3 separate regions of the Sus scrofa genome follow, and all the other regions are linked to region 2. The links are chromatin contacts, called in public Hi-C maps. All regions are on one chromosome and are shown on one strand. The core of a region is the stretch at or near the end of the contact, and the rest is flanking DNA. Distances in the headings are between cores, read along the strand shown. Region 1 holds the start of NDUFA6 (NADH:ubiquinone oxidoreductase subunit A6). Region 2 holds the start of EP300 (histone acetyltransferase p300). Region 3 holds the start of SREBF2 (sterol regulatory element-binding protein 2).

Region 1 (4,963 bases), core at 2,049-4,548, 830 kb before region 2:
CATCCCTCCCTCTACTCTAGCCCTTGATAACCAATGATCTTTTTATTGTCGCCATAGTTTTGCCTTTTTCCAGAGTATCATGTGGCTAGAATCATACAGTATGTAGTCTTTCAGTTTGGCTTCTTTTGACTTAGTAACGTCCATTAAAGTTTCCTCCATGTCTTTCTGAGGCTCATTTCTTTCTACCACGCAACAATATTCCATTGTCTGAATGTACCACAATTTATTCATTCACCTTCTGAAGGACTTCTGTGTGGCTTCCAAGTTTTGGTGATTATGAATAAAGCTGTTATAATCACTTGTGTGCAGGTTTTTGTGTGGACATAAATTTCAACTCATTTGGATACATCTCAGGAAGAGCTATTGCTGGATTATACGGTAAGAGCATGCTAGTAAGAAACTTCGAAACTTTCTTCCAAACCGGCTGTACCATTTTGATTCTCACCAGCAATGAGAGTTCCTACTGCTCCACATCTTCATCAGCACTTGGTGTTGTCACCTTTGCTTATTTTTAAATGGGGCTGTTTGGGAGTTCTCTTTGTGGCGCAGCAGGTTAATAACCGGACTAGTATCCATGAGGATGCAGGTTCGATCCCTGACCTCACTTGGTGGGTTAAGGATCTGGTGTGGCCACAAGCTGTGACATAGGTTGCAGATGTGGCTCAGGTCTGGCATTGCTGTGGCTCTGGTGTAGGCTGGCAGCTGCAGCTCCAACTTGACCCCTAGCCCAGGACCTAAAAACACACACACACACAAAAGGGGGCTATTTGGTTTTTTATTATTGAGTTGTAAGAGTCTTTTATATCTAGATATAACTCCCTTATGGAATATTCAGTTTGTAATTATTGTCTCCCAGTTCGTGAGTTGTTTTAGAGACACTTATTTTTCCAATGAATAATAATATTAAACACATGAATTTACATCGAGTTCCCTGACGGCCCTGTGGTTATGGATTTGGTGCTGTCACTGCTGTGGCTTGGGTTCAGTCCATGACCCCAGAACTTCCGCATGCTTCAGGCAAAGCCAAACAACAACATTAAATTCATAATGGCAGCTACTCCTAGAGGAGGCAGGAGCATGAACCTGGCTAGAATCACACAGGTAGACATCAGAGGTAGAGCACAGACTCTGAAGCCAGCTATCTGGGTCTCAATCCAATATTGTCATGTAACTTAGCTGCTCTACCTCAGTTTTCTCATCTGTAAAGTGGGTATAACAATGCTTATCTCACAGGTGTGTTGTGAGGCCTAAACAAGTTAATGTGCCTGGAGAATGTAAAACAGTGGTTACAAGGAGCATGGGACAATTTATATAAACTTAACTGTACTAAAACTTCCTGAGGCAGCTACTGAAGTTCAAGTTTCCATTATATTATGTTTTGTAACTTACATATACTACATGCTACACGCCTTCTTTTAACCCATAATTGAGTTAAGCATACAAACACATTTAAAAAAATAATACGGAGGAAAACAATCCAATTTTTTTACCCTTTAAAATGGGAAAGACTGGAGAATTCCCATTGTGGCTCATCGGTAACGAACCTGACTAATATCCACGAGGACGAGGGTTTGATCCCTGGCCCCACTCAGTGGTTTAAGGATAGGGCGATGCCGTGAGCTGTGGTTAGGTGGCAGACGTGGCTCAGATCTGGCGTTGCTGTGGCTGTGACTGGACACCTAACCCGAGAATTTCCATATGCTGAGAGTGCAGCCCTAAAAAGTAAGTAAGTAAGTAAATAAATAAATATAAATAAATACAAATAAAATGGGAAAAACTGGAGTTCCTGCTGTGGTGCAATGCGATCGGTGGCGTCTTGGAAGCACTGGGACACAGGTTCCATCCCTAGCCTGGCACAGTGGGTTAAGGATCTGGTGTTGCTGCAGCTGCAGCTCAGGTCACAACTGGAGCTCAGATCTGGCCCCTGGCCCGGGAACTCCATAGGCCATGAGTCTGCTAAAAAAGGAAAGAAAGGAGTTCCCGTCGTGGCTCAGTGGTTAACGAATCCAACTAGGAACCATGAGGTTGTGGGTTCGATCCCTGGCCTTGCTTAGTGGGATAAGGATCTGGCGTTGCGTGAGCTGTGGTGTAGGTCCCAGACGCAGCTCGGATCCAGCGTTGCTGTGGCTCTGGCGTAGGCCGGCGTCTACAGCTCCGATTCGACCCCTAGCCTGGGAACCTCCATATGCCGTGGGAGCAGCCCTAGAAAAGGCAAAAAGACATTAAAAATGGGGGGGGGGAGAGACTGGGCTAGATGCAGGTCCATCCCCCATGCTGGCTGGGGTCCCAGTTGAGCCCTGACCCCAACTCCTTCCCAACACTTACAAGGTGTCTGTCCAGCTGCACTTTCAGAAAAGACCCATGGACTCCAGGCAAGTGTTAAGGCAGGGGCGCAGTCGGAGATGGCCAGTGACCGAGACGTCTGGCACCACCTCAGTTTCTCACCTGAAGATGGGAGGCCAGCAGACCCTCCCTGATCTGGGAGGCTGACAAAGACCAAGCAGAACACCTGTGCACGGCCTGACAGGCTGTCAGCTGTTACTTTTCCCTTTACCCTTCCAGGTTCCCCTTGATGTTCAGAGGTAACCTCAGGAGAAGAATGCCAGGCAAAAGGGCTATCCCCAGTGGACGACCTAAGGTTCGGTCCAGCTCCAAAATTCTGGGCTATTTGTCACAGAGATGCAGAGTTTGGGATGAAAACGTCCCCGTCTAAATGCGGCTGATGATACGACCTACCTCCTGGGCGTGGAGAAGCGCTGAGAACCTAAAGGGCCAGGAGAGCGCTTTCACCTCTACCTCTACACCACGCTTCGAGAGAGCAGGTGTACAGGAAATTTTTTTTTTTTTTCCAGAAAAGCCGCAGAGCTGCTGGGCCAACGCCACGGCAGAACAGAAGCTATTATCCGCCTCAGCGGCCCCTGGGGCCGACGGCCGGAGCCCGGGGAGCTGATAGACGAAGCTCCACAACCCGCCCAGCACGAGCGCTCGGCCTGACTCTTGACAGCAGCGAGACACCAGCTCGCGGCCCAAAGATCAGCCTGGGCCCGAGCGCCCCCCGGCGGCACAACAGGGCGACGGCTAGGACCCCCAATGGCCGATAGCGCGATTCCGCAGGTGAGCATGCGCCTGCCGGTCTCCAACCAAGAGAGCAAGGCTTCTCAGCCAATAAGAGAGCCCCACAGCCATTCTCCCGCCCACCAGCGAAGATTGTGGGCGGGGATACAGGTTTTAGCCAATGAGAAAAAAAAAGGCGTCCCCAGGCCGCCCTGAAGAGTAGAAAAGGGGGTGGTGTTGAGCTGTGGTTTATTTAGCAAGATGGCGGCGAGCGGACTTCCCCGGGCGGCTGCGGCGGCCGGCACCTCGGTGAAGCCCATTTTCAGTCGGGACATGAACGAGGCCAAGCGGAGGGTGCGCGAGCTCTATCGCGCCTGGTATCGGGAGGTGCCGAACACTGGTGAGAGGCAGCGCCGCACGCGGGCACCCGGAGGCAGCCGCCCAAGGTCGCAGCCGCCCCGGCCTCCCGTTTCTGCCGGGCCGGGCGGAGGTGGCCAACTTGGGCAGGGGTGACTCCGAGTGCTTCAGGGCAGCAGGGTCCCACGTGCCTAGTCGTGCTCTGCGTCGGAACCGCGCGTCTAGCGCTCTCGCTCTTTGCCCCCCTGTATTTCTTCCCGAGCCCCTGCGAGGGAGAGCAGCGGCTGTCACTGACATACTCATTTTATAGGTGAGGCAACCGAGGCACCTAGAGGCCAGGCCAGGTCAACCCCCAGGTGAACTCTGGAAAACCTGAATGTATTTACGGACGCCCGTTAGGTTATATAAACCAAAGGGCTGTAGAATTTGAGCCATCGTGGTCTTCCCACATTTCCTACGGAGAAGGGAAGGGACTTTCCCAAGGTCATCCAGTAAGACGTGGTGCCTTTTGCCGTCCCTCCAGGTGAGAGGGCCACCCTCCGCAGTCTCCCAAGTCTTTTTACCTGGCTCTGCAGGCTAGTTTTCCTTAAGAACGCCTTCCCCTGCCCTCTGCTGCCTCAGAACCCCAGGAATCACGTGTCTGAGAACCAGTCTGTCCACCTGCAGGATTAAGGTATAAGCTCCCTGGGTTCAAAGACTGTCTTTTTCGGGGGGCCGGGGGGGCATCCCCCTTAGCGCTGCCCAGTGTAACTAGTGAAGGAAAAGTTGGGGAAAACCTCATCTAAACTGTCAGGGGCAATACACATGTCAGGGACATTTTTGTCCCCGGCTTTCTCACTGGTGGAGGGGGTGTGTTCAGGGGGCTGGGATAGGAGGAGGCCGCCTAGGACAAAGCTATGGAATTTTTCTCTTTAGAGACACGGGTTCTTAACCGGGCAGGGTGGGCACTCAGGGGTCCGTAAACTAACATCGTAAGCACATCTTTGCATCTGTGCCTGTGAACATTTTCCTGAGGAGAAGATGCATGCACCCAGTGAGCTGGTGTGTGGTTTAGGACATCACGTGGAACGGGAGTGGGTGGACACCAGCTTCCCTAGTAGGCGTGGAGGTGCCTTGTTGTTTCTCCCAAGGTTGGGCAGGTATCTGATGTGACTATGCGGGAAAGGTAAGCACTGATAGCAGGGGGAGATTCTTCATGCTCCCTTCCTTAAACGAGCAGAATATCGTACATTATAAAACAATAAACAACCTGGATTCTTGGCCCCTGTTTGCCAGGAACCAGTGGTCTGACCTCAGGCAAGTCCCCACAGTGCTCTAGTGCTAGGATTCTCAAATCCAGGATCCATGTTAGTTTGCATGGATTTGTGTGTCTTTGTCCTCTTGTCCCTGTGTTTGCTTTTCCAGACTTCCTAACGTGATACTGACTGTGGTGTTTGGCACCTAACTCTGTGGCTGAAAACCTAGATTTTTAGTGTTTACCATTTTCAGTGATGTAAATACTCCCACCGCGGTGGATTTTTAAGCCCTCAAAGTGAAGTCAGTGCAGGCAGAT
Region 2 (4,832 bases), core at 178-2,677:
AGCGAGCAGAAAAGATCAAGGAGGAGGTGGGAGGCCTGGGCTCCCAAGACTAACCTGTGCCATCGCTGGCGGACGCCGAGAGGGCCGGAGATGAGAGTTTAGGCCGCTTGGCTGAAGGCGGCCCCGGTTCCACCACATTCTCGGCCATTTTTAATTCTTTCGGAGATACAGGCGAGGAAAACGAGAATCCTCGGGAAATCTCTTCTTCAGCCCGGGGTCCCCGCCCGGATCCCTGGGGTGGGCTTGGGGGACTCCGCCGGCCCCCGAAGGGGGTGGGGGAAGTTCCTTTTTCTCTTCGCCGGATCGCGGTGGCTGAAGAGGGATGCGGACTCGATAGAAAAGGTAGGGGCGAGCGCGAGGGGCCGGGCCTGGGCCCAGGCCCGGAGGAGGGCACAGGCACACAAATGCGCCGAGCGCGTCCGCTGCGGCGAATTCCCGAGAACTCGCGACTCTAGAGGCGCAGTCCCCGGCCCGCCACGGCCGGCCCCTGCCCAGCCGAGGTCTCTCGGAGCTCCGCCGCCGCCATCAGCTTCTTCCTCCTCGGCGCTGTCCTCCTCCTTCTCATCGCCACAAGGAGGCGGGGGCGAAAAGGGGGGAGAGGAGGAGGCGACGAGAGACACTCACCTCCTCCCGGTGCCCCCTCCCGGACCTGAGCCCCCACCCTCCGAACCCTCCTCCTGCCGCCGCGCTCCGCGCCGCCGCCGCACCGGCCCCTAATGGCCGCAGAGAGCTCGCCCGAACCGAGAGCCAGGCTGGCGCCGCCGCCTCACATCGCGCGGCGGGCGGCGGAGGCGCGGCGAGGACGCCGGGCCCGGAGCTCGCCGACCCAGAGGGCCAAGGGGGCCGGGCCGAGCCGCGCCGCCCGCGCCGACACCAAGCCCACCGAGGAGGCCCCGCTCTGGCGGGCGGCGCAGGCGGCTTCCCCTCGCGCCGCGCTCTCCTCTTTCGCTCTTCCCTCCCGCGGAAAATAAATAAATACGGCCGCCGCTACGGCCCCCACCCCCGGCGACCAGGTGCCGGGAGCGCCCGCCCCCGGGGCTCCGCTCGGGGCCGCCCTCGGCGGCGGGCGAAGGCGCCGCGGGGCGCGGGGTTATGTAATGGTCCCCCCTAGGCGTCGACGCCGGCCCGGCTCCCGGGCCGCGGTGGGGGTGTGTGCGGGCGGGAGGGGCTGGGGGTCGCCTCAGCCCGTGCGCCCCGGGCCCCCTGCCACTGTCTCGGCCCCTGCCGCCTCTCTCCGGCCCGGCTCCCCTCCGTACTCTCGCTCTCGCAGTTCGCACTCAGCCCGGCGTCCCGCTTGCCCACTCTCGCCCGCTCCCTCTCGCCCTCTCTCCCCCCCAGCCTAGCACACAAACAAGATGGCGGCTGTTGTTTCTTCCCTCTGCCGAATCCTCCTTACAGGCTAGCGGTAGCAGCGGCGGCCGGAAATGAGCCAAAGGGGGGGGTGAAAAAAAGGGGAGGGGTTGGGCCTCCGGAGGGAGGTGGCAGGGGGCGGGGCCTCGGGCCTAGCGGCTCACACAATGGGGGAAGAGGATCCGGGGGCGGGGCCGGCTCCAATCACGGGATCCGCCCAAGGCCCCAACGCGGTTGGCGCTTCCGCAAACTCCCCCGGCGTCACCCGGTGGCTCCCTTTAAAGGGGAGGTTTGAGGGGGGGGGGGTCAGGGGCAGACTTGGGATCTATTTTCAGTCGGTGGACACTTACCAGGGAAGGTGCCTGGGCTGGGTCTCTGCGTAGGAGCCCGGTGGGAACCGGGGGTGACGGAGCCCAGCAGTTACGCCGGGAAGGCGCCAAGTCACCGCACAGGTGGCGGAATAGGAGCGCCGTGGGGATGGCCCTGCGCCCCGGGCCCTTAGCTGACTGGTCTTCCGAACCCCGTTGAATTTAGCAGGCAGAGGATACCCTGCCGCTCGATATTCCGGGCCAGAGACAGTGCGTTCTTCTCCATCTCTTAACCAAATGGAAAAGCTCATATCCAAAAACCACGCCGATTACGAGTTGTTGTTTCCTTTTCCCCCTAACTTTCCAGTTTTTTTTGCCAGTGAACATACATTATTTTGATAATCAGGAAACAAAAATCACAGCAGCGAGAAGATGTTTTAAGACCAGATCCAAATTATTTCTTGCTCACCACGTGGACACACGCCCCTACCAGGTAGCACTCTAACCAAAGGAGCCTTGAATTATTTTCTGAACACGTCCTGGACCTGAAGACATTTTAGGGTGTTTCTTTTAACCCACTCTCAAAAACCAGCTTGAAACAACAACAAACACGTTTAGGCAGTGCCTTAAAGATAATGTATGGGGAAAGAAGCAGAAACATACTGTGCTTAAGGTAATGTAAGGAGGGAAAAAAGCAGAAAAAGAAGTAATGATGGAGGAAAATGCTTGAATATAAATAAAATGTATGTGTGACAACTGTTGTGCAAAGGAGGGCCTCACCAGCATTCTTTCGCATTCCTACACGTTACAGGATTCCTCCGTGTTTGGCCTTGGGTAAATTGGTACTCGAAGTGGCAAGGTCTCCCTAAAGAAACTTCTATCAGTAGTATCAATGGAGATAGTTAAAAACTTTTAAAGCGTATTTCAAGTCTCATGCTCCTTAGTTGATGTTTGCCTATTGTCGAGTTTACTTTGTTTTTTGTTGTTGTTTATTGCCTCCCCCTCTCCCCAGAATTGAACTACTTGTTTATTGAATTTTAAATGAATAGGAGAATAACTTTTAAGAGCCTAGGAGTGAAAATCTTAACGAAGCAACTCAGGTTCCCACCAAGGATGAATGCTGTTGTGTGATTTCAGGCCTCATTCACCTCAACTGCAGTAGAAAAGCAGGCAGATTGAAAAGGACAGTTCGACTTACCTTAAAGTTGTTTGGATTCACCAGGTAGGGCTAAGGTCGGAATGGGTCAGAATGATTCAATTATTTTTAGCTGTTTTACCCACACTCTCAGTAAAGAGAACAGAGGAAAGAAATGTGGACAATACCTGCAAATTTCGCCTGTATATTCCTCAGGGGAGGTTGCTCATCTGACTTTTTGAAGAGTTTCTGACTTTTGGGCAAAGATTTGCCTAGTTTTGCAGAGACTAAACAGTGTTCAAACACCTAGCCAAATATACTGCGGGACTAGGTATAGGAAAGGCTCAAAGAAGATCTGAGGGACATCTCGTGAGAAAATTCTGCTAAGAAAGAGGAGTCAGGGGACCATGGACCTGCCCCAAAGGAAAGGCTCTACTGTACACAGGGGATTCTGATGTATGGCACTTCTTCCTGGGATTGATTCCTCTGGGTTTTACCCTGAGTCCAACCCTGAAGTCAGCCATGTTGGAAGTGGCTGGAGAAATGTTATCGCACAAAATGCAATCAAGGTGAAACTGCAGGTATGTTCAAAACCAGAGAATTGAATCTTCAGCTTGGCTTATAGCTAGCCTAATCAAATCTTTTTTATTTTATTTTATTTTTTTTTAGCTATGGGGATATTTTATTAGATGCCATTATCTAATCAAATAAATTTAATTGATTGTGGAATGCTACTTGTAGATGAAGAGTGGGTTCATGAAGAAAGAATTGTCTGCCAGTAGCCGTGTGGTGGGGGCAGGGAAGGGAGGCACATGAGACAGTAGAGGCATATGAGAAGTAAGAGCTGGGACACTGGGTTTAAATTCTGGCTCTGTCACCTAGCAGCTCTGTGACTTGGGCCAGTTCCTCATAGGTAAAATGGATTTCTTTCTTTTTTCTTTTCTTTTCTTTCTTTTTCTTTTTTTTTTTTTTTTTTTTTGCTTATGCCTACAGCATGCAGATGTTCTTGGGCTGGGGATTGAACCTGTGCCACAGCAGTGACTCCTTAACCACTAGGCCACCAGGGAACTCCTGGATTTCTTGATTAGACTTTCTTTATTGTTGTGAAAAGTAAACATCATAATTTATGAACAATGCTTATTACAGTGCCTAGCATATGGAAAGTACTCAACATGCTTTAGTTGTTTGTAGTTATCCTTTTCAAAAGGGATGGAGAATGAAAATGCAATGTAAGGTGATTAGCAGTGCCCAGAGCCTGGCCATTGCTCCTTGGCTACCACACTGGCTTCTCCACAGTCAGAAGAAAATGCCTCACAGGGTCATCTAACTCCTTTGAGATGTTCTCTGTTTATCTTGCCACGTACTGATCACTAATCTAGCTTCCCAGGTACCCTGAAGGCCAAAAGGAGACCCCTAGAGAGTAGGCACAAAAATAGGAGGAGAAAGGTGTTACCCGAGGGTGAATCCATCAGCTGCATGTAGACGAGATGCTACCCACATGACCCGCAGGCGCAGTAGTCTTGGTTCACTCCAACCCCCGCTCCCCAGGATCTATACCTTTTGTTTTGTGTTTCTTCCACCTCTGCGTAATCCTGCTGTCTCTTTGTCCAGCTGGATATCTGGACACCATCTACAAGTCCACATAGTCCTCCCGATGCCTTCTTCCTTGCCCTCAACCATCAAGTCCTGTGGATTCTACTTCCTGAATTGTCTTCCAAAGCAAGATGCTGAACCATGTGCAGGAGCCGCCTAGGCACAAAAATTAAATTAATAAGGGCCTTTATAGGTGTGCCCTCCACAAATTTTTCCAAAGCCTTTGTCATCAAGGGAAAAAAGTTCACGAAATTGGTTTGTGCCTGCAAATGAGAATGTGGACGGGGTTGTAAGAGCGGCTGCACAGCCATCACAAGGAATCCCTGATTTATATATTATATATCCTTGTGAAATGTTGTCCATGTCTGCAAGAACACATTTTTTTCATATCACACATTCAATGAGGTCTGTTCTTAAAAAGAATTTTAATAGCCAGTATTGGCAAA
Region 3 (4,367 bases), core at 850-3,349, 610 kb before region 2:
TAATCCTTACTGGCTATGTAAACTTGGGTAAGTTAATGAGGCCCTGAGCCTCAGTGTCAGGATCCACAAGAAGGGGAGGAGTGTAGTATGACAAGGAGTCTCCCTGATGGAACTCGTTAAGAATTGAGAACATTAGCGTCCCCACTGTGGCACAGTGGGTTAAGAATCCAACTGCAGGGCAGGGGCTCAGGTGCAGGTTCCATCCCTGGCCCCCCACAGTGGGTTAAAGGATTGAGTATTGCCCCAGTCGCAGCTGTGGCTTAAATTCAATCCCTGACCCAGGAACTTCCATATGCTGCAGGTGCGGCCTTAAAATAAAACTAAGGAAAAAAAAAAGAATCTAAAACATTAATATGTGTGAGGATTTAATACGGTGCCTGGCACGTAAATACTCACAACATGTTAGCTGCCCTTGTTAAGTTCTCAGAACCTCCCTCCCCCATTTGTCAACACATCTCTGTATTTAGCAGCACTCAGTGGAAAAGTCTGTGGTTAGACTTGAGGTTTCATTTAAGGATCTTACCACACTGCCTGGATGACCAAAATCAGAAAGCAAGGTCAGGCCGAGGGGTGAAATGTAACCAAAGCAAAATGTGAAACAGATCCTTTTCAATTAGCCTCTGCCACTATCTCATCCCCTGGAAGAGAATCTTCTGCTGCCTGGGTTTCTTCATCTGTATAATTAAATGGGAGCCATCCTACCTGCCTGCAAGGCTGTAGTGAGATCTTGGACTTGAAAGCACTTGGTAAAACTCAAGAGCAAAACACACCTGAGTTACTGATTAAGAGCATGGGTTCTGGACAATCTAAAGTTAACACCTCCTGCTCTCAGTGTCCTGTAAAGTAGGAGCAATAAGAACATCTATCTCGAGTGACTGTAGTGAGGAATAAGTGAAACAATATAAAGTGTCTGGGGCCTAGAATATCGGAAGAGCCCAACTACTGAGAATTATTATTTTGGTGACTAACCTATTCACTGGACTCCTCACCCCCCAGGATCAGGTAGTGGCGACACCAACACTGGCCCAGGAACTGTGCTCTGTAACCAGCTGGGGGACCCCGGGCAAGCCGCTGACCCTCTGCAAACTTTAGGTTCCGTAGCCACCAAATGAGAGTATTGCAAGAGAGCATCCCTGGGCTCCTACCAGCTCTTCCTTTCCGCTGTTAAGGTCGTCGGAACAAAGGCCACCCGCTCCCCAGCCTGTCCCCGAGGGGCCACAACTCAAAACTCCTGCTGCTCAACTCCCTGTGCAGAACGACAGCAGGAGCGGCCCGGTCTCAACCCCGGAGAGATGCGTCCACGTTACGCCGCCACCACTCGTTTCATCAGCAACCTGCTTCTGCGGCCGCTCGCTGCCCAAAGTTTCCCGAAGCACGGAGAAACTGGGCCGTGGCTCAACCCGGAGAAGACCTGAGGGGTGAGCGCGCGGAGCCTGGGGGCCCGGCCCCGGGAATCCCAAGCTGCCCACGCGGCCGGGCGGGGAGTGACAGGTGCGACGTGGGCCCGCTGGCTGGCAAGCGGGACCTCGGGCGGCGCGTGTAGGCGCGCAAGGGAAACGGCGGCCGCGCGCTCCCCTCAGGCCGCTCCCCCGCGACGCCCCCGACAAGATCCCATGGTCTGCCGAAACCGAGCGGCCCGGCGGGGCTGAAACCCGCAGCGCCGAGGGCTGGGGACTGCCGGGGCGACCGCGCGTGCCGGTTCTTCCCGCGCGAGACTGGGGTGCCGGGGGATGGGCGTACGCGCCCCCGCGCGCGCCGCCGTAACCCCTTCCTCTCCGCGCGCCCCCGCACTCCCATCCACCCACCCACCCATCACTCACCGTCGATGTCCCCTAGGGTCAGCTCGTCGCCCAGCTCCGTGAGGGTCTCCATGGTCTCCAGACCGCCCAGCTCGCCGCTTTCGTCCATCGCCCGGCTCGGCGCAGAGGACCCCCCTGCCGTCCCGCTCAGGGAGACGCGAGGGCGGTGCCGCCGTCACCACCCATGACACCCAAGAGCTCCCGCCCGGTACTGCCTCACCGGCCGGTGCCAACCGCCGCCATGTTTGCGCTGCGCGGGAGGGCGGGGCGGGATTCCCCCGCCCCAACCCGCGCCCTCTATGGCCCCGCCCCCAGGCCGCGCACCCCCTTGTTTGTTGTCAATGGGACCAGGCCCATCTTGACCAATCGCCTTGCGGAGCGGCGCGTGGGGTGATGGCGCGTCAACGATCAGCAGCTCAGATTTGCATAAGAAGGCTCCTCCCCTGGCGGCCTCTTAGCGAATGCGAAGAGAAGGCTCCGGGTCCTCAGTCCAACCTTCTTCCCCTCGTTTAAAGGAACCGCTCCCTTTTTTGTTGGTTTGGCTCCGCAAGCTACTACCTCTGACTGCTGGGAGTTGAAGGGTTAACAAGTTCCGCCCCCGGCCGCGGGAGGCCCCCGAAGCCAGCCTTAAGCACATTACGTCATCTTCCCAGCTGTTCCCGCCCTCCCCACGATCCCAGCCCGCTGGGGAAGCGGGTGGAATCAAACCTAGACCCCTAGTACTGGAGCACGGAGGAATCCTTAGATCGTTAAAGTCACGTTCCAGCTAAGCCCCTTGCAAAGGCGCTACGAAAGCTCGCGAACCGCCTAAGAGTGGAGCATGTTTTGCAATTCATGCGCCTTTGCACCTGCCGCGACGACGCGCTTACTCCGACAGCCTCACCCAGTCTCACCCCGGTACATCAGAATCCCTTGCAGTCCTTTAAAATAATGCCAGTGCCTGGAACTATCACAGGCCTCCAGAGGTTGGGTCCGGGCATGAGCATCATGCGGGGATTATGAGGCGCAACCCACCCACGGATTCCCACTCTTAAACTTCTCAGTTCTGCAGCTGGTCACGATATAAACAAATGTGCACGTTTCTAGGAATTTATAAATAAGGAAGACAAATATGAGTGTTTAAAAAATTTGCAAGTTTGTGTGTTCAAAGGCGTTCATCAGAGTCTTCTGTAAATTGAGAAAAATTGGGAAGCCCAATAACGACCTGCTGAATAAATTACATCCACACAATGTAATTATCATGGCATCATTAAACATTACATACATGAATGTCTATCTGTTGACAACGACTTTCACAGTATTAAAAGGGGAAAGTATGTTTACTGCTGGTCTGTGAGAGGCAGCTGTTGCTTGGTGGTCAAGACAGACTTCACAGGCCCTGTGAAGGCAGGCATACGGGTCCATTTATGAACGAGTGACTCTGAGCTAAATAAACGCCCTAAGCTTCAGTTTTGTCATCTCTAACATGGGAATAGTGTCCCTCATAGTTGTGAGGAAAGTGGAATCACACAATTCAACCAATCACATTGCACATTCATTTGACAATATTTATTGAACATCTCTGGGGCAAGCAAAGAGACAATTCCTGCCCTCTGAGAGCCTCTGGTCCGGTAAAGAAAACATTGATATTTAAGACGAAACCTGAAATTATGAGAACTGCATCTGGTATAGCCAAGGGAACAAACAACACAAAGGCCCTGCAGCAGAAGCAGCTGATGGAAGCCAGCACTTGGAATAAGGCCTGACATACGGTTAGGGCCCCTGCAAGGTAGTTATTATAACTGAGAAAACAAGGATCTGTGTGTCACATGAAGGGCAGGATGGAAGGCCTAATAGCTGAGTGTCAGTTATAATTATGGGAGTGGTAGGATTCAGGGTAAATCTTACTTTCTCTTTTTTTTTTTTTTTTTGCTTTTTAGGGCCAAACCTGCAGCATGTGGAAGTTCGCAAGCTAGGGGTCAAAACGGAGCTGCAGCTGCCAGCCTCCACCACAGCCACGGCAACACAGGATCTGAGCCACATCTGCAACCTATACCACCACAGCGCATGGCAACACTGGATCCTTAACCCACTGAGTGAGCCCAGGGATCAGACCTGCATCCTCATGGGTACTAGTCGGGTTTGTAACCCGCTGAGCCACAACAGGAACTCCCAGGGTGAATCTTACTTTCTTCTTGGCATTTCAGTATTATTTAAATTACTTTTTATAATGAACATGTATAACATAATAAAGTACCTGGGGGAGAGAGGAACGTTCTCTTGTTTACATGCAGAAGAGCCGGTATAGGTTACACCAGTCTTACCCGGAAACAAAATCAAACCCCGCTGCCCTGCTCTGGTCCAGGCACTGAGCTGGGCAGTGTCATCTTCACATGTACCCTTCAGTGGCTCGCACAGGGCTCCCCACACTGGGGGTGATGCTGGCATACCATATGGCTCACTTTCATTGTGGTCCAATGCCTTCCCATCCCAGAGCCTCAGTAAACCTCTGCAGAGGGATCTCTGAGCACCAGGTCAGGTAAGTGGACCCAGTCTGTCTCCCACTCTACAGATGCTCCCACAGCTCCC

The links. Hi-C and Micro-C count contacts between places; a contact is called where the count stands out from the background.
Region 1: a Hi-C map of liver shows a contact between it and region 2, with 9 times the contacts expected there. The contact joins the promoter of NDUFA6 here to the promoter of EP300 in region 2. A contact is called at or near these places in 2 of 47 Hi-C or Micro-C datasets (heart right ventricle and liver).
Region 3: a contact with region 2 is called in a Hi-C map of liver, with 6 times the contacts expected there. The contact joins the promoter of SREBF2 here to the promoter of EP300 in region 2. A contact is called at or near these places in 2 of 47 Hi-C or Micro-C datasets (liver and skeletal muscle).

The regions. Positions count from the first base shown.
Region 1 is chr5:6,558,776-6,563,738 of Sscrofa11.1, forward strand. NDUFA6 (NADH:ubiquinone oxidoreductase subunit A6) reads left to right here and starts at 3,299. Exons shown (of 3, transcript NM_001185178.1): 1 at 3,299-3,454. The coding sequence starts at 3,316.
Region 2 is chr5:7,393,088-7,397,919 of Sscrofa11.1, forward strand. EP300 (histone acetyltransferase p300) reads right to left here and starts at 1,428. Exons shown (of 32, transcript XM_001929213.5): 1 at 55-1,428. The coding sequence starts at 148. LOC110260836 reads right to left here. Exons shown (of 4, transcript XM_021093101.1): 4 at 3,752-4,542.
Region 3 is chr5:6,782,625-6,786,991 of Sscrofa11.1, forward strand. SREBF2 (sterol regulatory element-binding protein 2) reads right to left here and starts at 2,100. Exons shown (of 19, transcript XM_021091444.1): 1 at 1,821-2,100. The coding sequence starts at 1,908. It overlaps MEI1 (meiosis inhibitor protein 1), which reads right to left. Exons shown (of 36, transcript XM_021091442.1): 36 at 3,333-4,367. CCDC134 (coiled-coil domain-containing protein 134) reads right to left here. Exons shown (of 7, transcript XM_021091452.1): 7 at 3,333-4,367.